2 separate regions of the Sus scrofa genome follow, and region 2 is linked to region 1. A link is a contact called in public HiChIP or PLAC-seq data. All regions are on one chromosome and are shown on one strand. The core of a region is the stretch at or near the end of the contact, and the rest is flanking DNA. Distances in the headings are between cores, read along the strand shown. Region 1 holds the start of BBC3 (bcl-2-binding component 3). Region 2 overlaps SAE1 (SUMO-activating enzyme subunit 1).

What was found. HiChIP or PLAC-seq counts read pairs in DNA pulled down with a chosen protein or histone mark.
Region 2: a contact with region 1 is called in an H3K27ac HiChIP or PLAC-seq map of alveolar macrophages. The contact joins the enhancer-like site here to the promoter of BBC3 in region 1. A contact is called at or near these places in 2 of 5 promoter capture datasets (fetal skeletal muscle and liver), 29 of 47 Hi-C or Micro-C datasets (adipose tissue, alveolar macrophages, blood and 13 more) and 2 of 2 datasets of contacts at active chromatin or transcription factors (alveolar macrophages and skeletal muscle).

The regions. Positions count from the first base shown.
Region 1 is chr6:53,044,578-53,049,146 of Sscrofa11.1, reverse strand. It overlaps BBC3 (bcl-2-binding component 3), which reads left to right and starts at 2,245. Exons shown (of 4, transcript XM_013998533.2): 1 at 2,245-2,346. The coding sequence starts at 2,344.
Region 2 is chr6:52,970,995-52,975,563 of Sscrofa11.1, reverse strand. It overlaps SAE1 (SUMO-activating enzyme subunit 1), which reads right to left. Exons shown (of 9, transcript XM_003127243.4): 2 at 4,415-4,526. Among named protein-coding and RNA genes, the nearest start is that of SAE1, 16 kb to the right of the region's middle. Within about 2 kb of position 1,988, at least 7 of the 83 cell types and tissues checked have an H3K27ac peak or open chromatin away from gene starts, as enhancers often do. A contact at or near this core is called in alveolar macrophages, where this site is marked.

The DNA.
Region 1 (4,569 bases), core at 996-3,495:
TCCCCAGGGGAGTGGGGACCAAAGGCAGGATTGGAGGGAGGCCCAGAATGCTCCTCCAGGAACTTAGATGAGGGAGTCCCTTGGCCCCACAGGAGACCTGCCAGGGTAGAGGTGGAGGGTATTGAGTCTGGAAGACAGAGGCTGGGGATTTTCCCTCTTTGAGCCCCTATAGTAGGGGTCTTGAAAAGGCAGACCTTCAGCCAGTCACAGATTCTGTCTCTCTCTCTTTTTTTTATACGAGTTTTTTGTTTGTTTGTTTTGGCTGTGTCAGTGGCATGCAGCAGTTCCCAGGCCAGGGATCATACCCACACCACAGCAGTGACCTGAGCTAGAGAAGTGACAGCAACAGATCCTTAAACACTAGGTCACCAGGGAACTCCCACGCACACAGGATTTTTTGTTGTTGTTTTGTTTTTTGACTTTCTTCACTTAGCCACAGTCCCTACCATGCCCTGTTGTATTACACCAGACTCATTTCTCTCATTTAGTTCATATTAGCTCTCAAGTTTGAGACCCCTGGTCTGGGATGATACGATGGCAGAATTTGGAAAAAGAATCTGGACTAGATAGTGGGAAGGTGCAAATGCTTATGGTCTGGTGGATCCTTGGCCCTCTCATCTGCTTTCAGCCCTACCCACCAAGCCAGATTCATTTTTTGTCTTTTTTTTGGGGGGGGGCGTCTTTTTAGGGCCCCACCCATGGCATATGGAGGTTCCCAGGCTAGGGGTCAAATTGGAGCTGTAGCCACTGGCCTATACCACAGCCACAGCAACAAACCAGATTCTTTCACATTCATTTTCTTCTCAGAAGAATATTCTAGCATATCTGGCTTCCTGGTGTCCAGTCCTAGATGAAGCAGCTTTAGGGCACTGATCAGTGAATAAAGGGTTCAGTCTGCTCCATGAGCCCCTCTCCCAACTTCACTGCCACACGCAGTAATACTAGTGATAACGGCTAACCTGTAGTAGGTTATACCTCACCACGTGTGAGATGTTGTGCTCACTGACATCTGTGTGTGATCTCGTTTAAAAATGTCCAAGGCAGCATTTCTCAAACGCCTTTAGACTTGATCTACAGTCAGAAACACAGCCACTTTCTCTGTGACTTGGTGTATGTTCGCTATCATAAAAAATATTTTCATCAAACAATATTTTCCTTTGACTTTATGTTTTTTGTTTTTTTTTTTTTTTTTGCTTTCTAGGGCTGCACCCGTGGCATATGAGGTTCCCAGGCTTAGGGGTCGAATCAGAGCTGTAGCCACGCCGACCTATGCCACAGCCACAGCAACGCCAGATCTGGGCTGCGTCTGTGAACTAAGTAAGCCACAGCTCATGGCAATGCCGGATCCTTAACCCACTGAGAAAAGCCAGCGATTGAACCCACGTCTTCATTGTTACTAGTGGAGTTCATAACCTGCTGAGCCACGAAGGGAACTCCAACTTCATGAGTTTTTAAATGAGATTCTAATTTGCTTTTTTGGTTGGTTTTTGCCTGCACCTGTGGCACACAGAAGTTCCTGGATGGATCAGGGATCGAACCTGTGTCACAGCAGCAACCAGACCCAGTGCACTGACAATACCTGCTGAGCCACCGGGGAACTTCAGAAATTGTCCAAATCTTGATTGTGATGGTGTGCAATAATGTGCTTTTGTCCCAACTCACTAAAAACACCGAAAAATTTAATTATATGGCATGTAAATATATCTCAATAAACTTGAATAAAACACAATAAAGATCCACAGAAGTCCACAATCATGGTTTGCGCATGTGGGTCATGACCCTGAGTTTGAAAAACACTGGAAGGAAGAGAGGAAGGAGGGGGGAGTGAATGAATGAATGAATGAGGGAATGAATGAGGGAAAGCAAGAGGAGAGAGGGAGGCTGAATTAGTCCCCAGTACTGAAAGTAGGGGGATTACACATGAGATTTTAACATTTTCTGCTTCTCTTGGAAAATCCAAGGGTCTGGTCCTGGAGAGAGTGGAGCTTGAGAGCCTGAACAAGTGCACCTCTGCTCAAGTCTGGCACCCCTTCTTAGCCAGCCCAGAACTGAGCACTCAAGAGGCCCCTGGCCCTCTGATGACACAGTCTGGTTTGGGCTGTGACATGGAGGGAATGAAAGGTGCAGGGACGACAGAGCCCCAGAGCCCTGGGGGAGGGCGGGACACCGTGGGGTCACCGAGGTCACTACATCAGAGTACAGGAAGGAGTGACAACGGGAAACCGAGAAGGGAAAGGGAACCAAAAGGCAGAAAACCGAGCGAGAGTCAGTGCAGGGGCTGCCCGGGCATGTCCGTGCCCAGTGCCCAGGGCTTTCTGCTCACCCTGGTCCCCCACCAGATTCATGGTGAGTGTGGTCAGGGGTGCATGGCTTCTGGAGCGTGTCCCATCAGTGGGCCAGTGAGCAGGAACCTGTCACAGGTGTGACTTTGTGACTGTCTGTTGGGGGTCAGTCTTTTTTCTGTCTGATTGATCTGTGTCTGTGAGGGGCCATTTCTGCCAGTTTTAATGTGTCAGCTGGGAACCGGCTTGGGGGTGTGTTCCTGTGTGTCCCTGTGGTCCTGTCATCTAGATCAAGCCGCGTGTCCAGGTGTCTCTGTGACAGGTGTCCTGCGTGTATGTGCGTGTGTGTCCAGCAGCACTCGTCAGGAAGTTTCTACTTCCTGAGAAGCCCTCGGCTTGTGTCTATGTGGGCCTGTCGCCACTGTGCGTGTTGTGGGTACCCGCTCAGTGGGAATGCTTGTGAACAGAGCCGTTTTGTGGGCCCAGGCGTGCTCAGCAGTGTGGGTGTTTGTACAACTGCGTGACCCTGACATTGTGTCACTCCGTCAGTCCCAGCGATCCTGTTAGCAAGTCAGGCTATGTATTTGGGTCTGGATGTGTGTGTGCGTGTGGGCTCCATCAGTGTGTGAGTTTGTGTGTCCACGCCCCTGTCCAGGGTGTGTCTGCGAGTCGGCGTGTCTCCGTGCCCTGTCAGCACGTGACTTTGTGTACCCTGGAGCGCCAGGCGGTCAGGCAGCAGACAAGTCTCTGGGTGCGTGTGTCTGCGGGTCGCAGTCAGCGTGTCAGTGTGTCAGTGCGTGTGCGTCCGGCTGTCCCGCCATCAGCGCGGCGGGATCGCTGCGCCTCCACGCGGGGGAGAGGCCCTGCTCCGCCCGCGGCTGCAGGGAAACCCCCGGCGCCGCCGAGGTAGGGGGAGCGGCGCGCGCCTGCAAGTCCCGACTTGTCCGCGGCGGGCGAGCGGGCGGACGGGGCCGTGGCGTCACGCGGGGGCGGGGCGTGGGACCCGCCGGGCGGAGGCGGGGACGGGGGCGGGGCGGGGCGGGGCGGGGCGGCCGCTGAGCGGGCCCGGGATCCGACCGGCGGCCTGAGACGCTGCGCGAGCCACATGCGAGCGGGCGCCTGGAGGCGGCGGCGGCGGCGGCGAAATCAGCAGCAGCGGCGTTCAGGACGTAGACGCGCCTGCGGCCCGAGGAGCAGCCGCCGCTACAACAGCAACAGCAGCAGCCACTGCAGTTAGAGCAGCAGCAGAAGTCGCCACCGCAGCAACAGTCGCCGCAGCGAGCGGCGCTCAGCGGGCGCGCCCTCCTGAAGGAAGCCGCCCGCCCCCCATCATCGTCCCCTCCGGCGTGTTCATGCCCCCGGGGTGAGTGTGCCCACCCCGACCCTCCGCCAGTCGCGATTGGCCAGGCCCGGTGGGCTCCCTGGAGGAGGTGGCGGTAGTGCACTCGGAGAGCAGTGTGATCGGGGGGAGGGGGCTGTGTCCCCACACTGTGCCTTCCTCTCTCCTTGCCTTCCACCTCCACGAGGCACCCTGGGCTGGGGTTGCTGGGCGGGAGGCACTAAGGGTCCGAGAGCGCAGGTGCCTCAGCGGTCTGGCGGGTTTGTTTACAAACAATGGGGTGCGGGCTCGGCAGCGCCCCCTGGCGGCCAGTGAGGCCCCGGGGAAGTGAGTCGACCCCGACTGCTCCGGCCCCTGCAGTCCGGGAGGGGCGGGGTTGGGGGGGGATGGCGTGGAGGGGCGGCCACACCCCGGGCGCGCGCCCGCTGGGGGCGGCGACTGGGGGCGGCTCGCGGGCCGTGGAGTCTGAGGCTCCTGCGGGCGGGGGCTGCGCCCCAGCAACAGCCGGTTATTGGCCCCGCGCTCGCCTGGCGGGCGGGGCGGGCGCACGTGGCGGCGGCGGGGTGGGGGGGGCTGTGACAGCGCAGGGGGGGCGTCTGGGCCCGCCGTGGGAGCGCGCGTGTGCGGGGTTGTGGATCTGCAGGTGTCTCGCCTGGGTGTGTGCGGGTGTCTGGCTCCGAGTTTGTGCTGGGGTCTGCGGGGAGTGGTTGTATCGGTCCCGGGGAATGTTGGGGCTGTGGCCCCGTCGGAGCGTATGCCCTGTCCCTGTGTGTTTGCGTAGGGTTCTCTGTGTACGCCGCGCTTGAGAGAGGGGGTGCTGTTTGTGTGTGGTGTACCTCTGCGTGTGTGTGTGTGTGTGTGTTCTCTGTGAGAGTTGTCTGTGTGTGCTGGTTGGGGGTGATTCTGTAGGTCTGTGTTGCCCGCGTGTGTCCTAGTGTGTTGGTGTGT
Region 2 (4,569 bases), core at 739-3,238, 73 kb after region 1:
TCCACCAGTGACCCATCTGGTCACCAGAAACCTGGTCTTAGTATCCTTGACATTTCCAGGTGAAATAGCTAAGTGCACGGGCTCTGCCAGGAGTCAGACTGCCCAGTCCTGGTTGTACCACTAACTACTGTGACCTTGGGTAGGCCAATACTTGACTTCCTTTTCCTCTGCTTTCTTATCTGTAAAATAGGAATAATCCCTACATCTCAGAGTTGCTCTGGGGCTAAACGAGACACTATAACTAGAGTTCTCAGAGCAGTGCCACCACCTACAGTGTCAGCTGCTGTAGTTACTCCTTACTCTCCTGTATAGGATCCCACTGATTCTGCCACCTAAGAGATTCTCACCTCTGTGGGCATCTTGCTATACCCATCATCAATGCCATTCCTCAGACCCTTTCCATCTCTCACCTCAACTACTAAAGCAGCCTTCTGCTCCATATTTTGTGCCAACCATAGCCTACAGAGTAACAGTGATTTATAGAAAGCCCAATGATGAGGTCACCACTTTTCCATCTGAAACTCTCAAACAAATCCTCATCACTCACAGCAGAGCTTACAAGCAGGCCCTTCATGTCCTAGACCTTACCTGCAATCTACAACCCCCCGACCCTTGTGGGCTTCACACTCCAAAAACAGCTAACTGCTTGTTATACTTGATTTCTCATCATACTGTTTTGGGCTAACATCCCTCGCCCAAAGCACAATTCCTTAAACTTGATAAACTTCTACTTGTTTTTTAAGATACAGCTCAGTTCAGAATTCCAGGAAGCCTCTCATGTCCCCCCTGCCACAACCTGAGTCAGATTGCCAGTTCTGGCTTCCCGGTGGGGCGGGGGGGGGGGGCTGGAAATGGAAACAAATCTTTTTTTTTTTTTTTTTTGTCTTTTTGCTTTTTGCTATTTCTTGGGCCGCTTCCGCGGCATATGGAGATTCCCAGGCTAGGGGTCTAATCAGAGCTGTAGCCACCGGCCTACGCCAGAGCCACAGCAACACGGGATCCGAGCCGCATCTGCAACCTACACCACAGCTCACGGCAACGCCGGATCCTTAACCCACTGAGCAAGGGCAGGGACAGAACCCGCAACCTCATGGTTCCTAGTCGGATTCGTTAACCCCAGCGCCACGACGGGAACTCCGGAAACAAATCTTGTGCATTTTGTATCACCAATATTTCAGGACAGCCAGCAGGTGCTTTGGATGCTTGCTAATGTAAACAAAATGAAAAACTCCAAGACGCAGGAATTAACATCTTCATTTTATAGATGAACAAACTAAGTTTCTAAGAGGTTAACTACCCTGCTCAGCTTAAGAAGGTAGGATCTGAGCCCAAGTCTGCATGATTTCAAAGCTTTTGCACATGTAGCACCATCTCCCTGGGATATCCTAGTAAGGGAAAAAGGCACAAGCAAAATCCAAAAGGCAGAACAACCAAAGAGTGTTCATGAGCTCTTAGATTTATGAGATGGAGTCAAGCTAGGTAAATTGACTGGGATTAGTTTATAAGAAGCCAGTGGCAGGAAAATCTCTCATGGCACAGCAGGTTAAGGATCTGGTGCTGCCACCTCAGCTACAGTCCCAACTATGGCACAAATTCAATCCCTGGGCCGGGAACTCCCACATGCCATGGGTGCAGCCAAAAAGAAGCCTGTGGCAAAAAAAAAAAAAAAAAAAAAAAAGAGTCAGTGGTTCTCAACCCTCCTTGACTTTGAGACTTTTTATTTTTAAATAAGTCTGCAGCTATTCAAAAGCTCAGATGGGATTGAGAACCACTGTTTTAGACTCTGCAGTGGAAGGCAAGTAGAAGGCTACGTTGTAAGCCCTTGAAGTGAAGCAGGAAGGGACGACAATCAGACTGTTAACTCCAACAATGGGTGGCATTCGGCACTGTGCTGAGGTGGTGTGAACCACATCACACACCCTCAGTATCATACCACCGTTCCCTAATCTCAGATTACTCAACCAAATGAGGAAGCTAGCATCCTACTATGGTTTCATTTTTCCACACCAAGGGCCTCCAAGTCTTGGACCATCCTTCCTCAGTCTCCACTCCTCCACACAATGCAAACAAATTCTTCCTCTGGATGGGGTGTTCTTGCCACCAGGGGGCACTGTGGTTGGGGAGATTTCAAAACAGCAAAGGTTAATTATCTGGCAGCTTACTGGAGAGGATTTTCTTTCCTTAGAAGGTTTTGAATTCAAGTCTAAAATCAATTTGTGACTGTGATATTAAGTCAGCCAATCCAAGTTTCTCTCCATATTGTAGGATAATTAAAACAAACAAAAAAAGACCTCCAGATATTATTTTCTCCTGAGGTCCCAAATAAGGTGATTTTTTTTTGGTGTTCTTTTTTTGGAAGTTCCTGGGCCAGGGATGGAACGGGAGCCTCCACCGAGACAAGCTGGATCATTACTCCACTGAGCCACAGCAGGAACTCCCTAAACAAGTTGAGTTTTTAAAAAATTTCATTGAGGGAGTTTCTGCTGTGGCACAACAGAATCAGCAGCTTCCTGGAAGCACTGGGATGCAGGTTTGACCCCGGGCGCTGGTACAGTGGGTTAAGGATCCTGAGTTGCCACAGCTACGTCGGCCTAGGTCAAACTGCAGCTCAGATCTGATCCGTGGCCAAGGAACTCCATAAGCCACAGGGTGGCCAAAAGAAAAATAAATAAATAAATAATAAAATAAAAACTTTATTGAGGAATTCCCACTGTGGCATAATGGGATATGCAGCGTCTCTGTAGCACCAGGACACAGGTTCAATTCTCAGCCTTGCACAGCAGGTTAAAGGATATGGTGTTGCCACAGTTAATTGCAACAGAAGTGACCCTGGCCCAGAAACTCCATATGCTATGGGGTGGCCAGAAATAGGAGAGAAAAAAAAATTCACTGACATTTACTTTTGTCTACAGAAGCTTTCCTGCACACTGCGTGTGCTAGTTATTAGCATGAGACAGGACCTCTGCTTACTGCCTAAAAGGAAAAAAAGACATAAATAACATCATGTGACAACACATTTTTAAAATATTTTACCTTTAAAGAAAAAAAAATAAAAACGCAACATGATTTCTGGAATTTGCTTTAAAAAACTGTCCTTTGAACCTCCTGTTGTGGCTCAACAGGTTAAGAACCTGAAACAGTCTCCATGAGGGTGCAGGTTCAATACCCGGCCTCACCCAGAGGGTTAAGGATCCAGTGTTCCTACAAGCGCAACATAGGTTGCAGACGCGGCATGGATCCGATGTTGCTGTGGCTTGGTCTGGCAGCTGCAGCTCTGATTTGATCCATAGCCCAGGAACTTCCATGTGCCACAGGTGCAGCCATAAAAAGAAAAAAATAAATTAATTAATTAAATTTAAAAACCCACCAAAAATACAGGGGGAATGAGAAATTAAAAAATCAACAAAATATTGGTATCTGTAGAAGCCAAGTGGGTGGGGTGTCAAATATTATTCTACTTTTGAATACATTTGAAATTCCCTAGAAAAGAAAACCAAAATGTCACTGAAGCATGAGAATGTAGACAAAGAAGCAGTTACTTTCACTTTAGAGAAAAGACAGGTCGGAGAAATCTACATAGGGAGCTTCTGTCATGGCTCAGCAGAAACGAATCTGACTAGTATCCATGAGGATGCAAGTTCAATCCCTGGCCTCACTCAGTGGGTTAAAGATCCAACTGGAGTGGCTCAGGTTGCAGTGGAGGTGCAAGTTCGATTCCCTGTATTAAAGGATCCAATGTTGGGATTCAGTACCTGGCCCAGGAACTTTCATATGCCACAGACACAGCCATTAAAAAAAAAAAAAAAAAAAAAAAAAATAGTATGTATTCCTGAGCTTTACCTCAGACCTTCTGAAGTAGAAACATCTGGGGTGAAAACTACACCCTAACAAAGCCCCGAGGCAATTCTGAATTTTAAATTAGTTATTCTCGATCCCTGGCCTCACTCAGTGGGTTAAGGATCCCGTGTTGCTGTGGCTCTGGCATAGGCCAGCAGCTACAGTTCTAATTGGAACCCTAGCCTGGGAACCTCCATATGCCACGGCTGCGGCCCTAAAAACAAAAAAAGACCCCAAAAATAAATAAATAAATAAAAATAAATTAGTTATTCAGGTGATGTATAGGTACAAACTGGAAAACCATTCCTCTACCCCTACCCCTCACAGTCCCCCCCCAAGGGAAATCTTAACTTCACTTTACAGACAGGCAAGCTCAATGAGGAGACAGTCTCCACTGGCTGACCACCTAGAACATGGTGGAGCTGAATTCAAAGCCAGCACAGTCTGCAAGGGCCACAGTGCCATTAACACCAGTCCACAATCCTGAAGGGGCAAGGAGGAATGCACAAGATCACCGCGGGTTTATACTGAGGGGGGCAGACTGCGGAGGAGAGCGATAGGTGCCAGAACATCTCACCTGTTCATGATCCAGCATGGTTAGTCCTTTCACTCCAGCCAGGATGAGATTCTTGGCAATTTCAGCCCCGAGTCCCTTCATGCCGACAAGAAGCACCCGGGAGGCCCGAAGCCTATAAAGCAGACATTGTCAATGGGATGATAGAGAACAGCAAA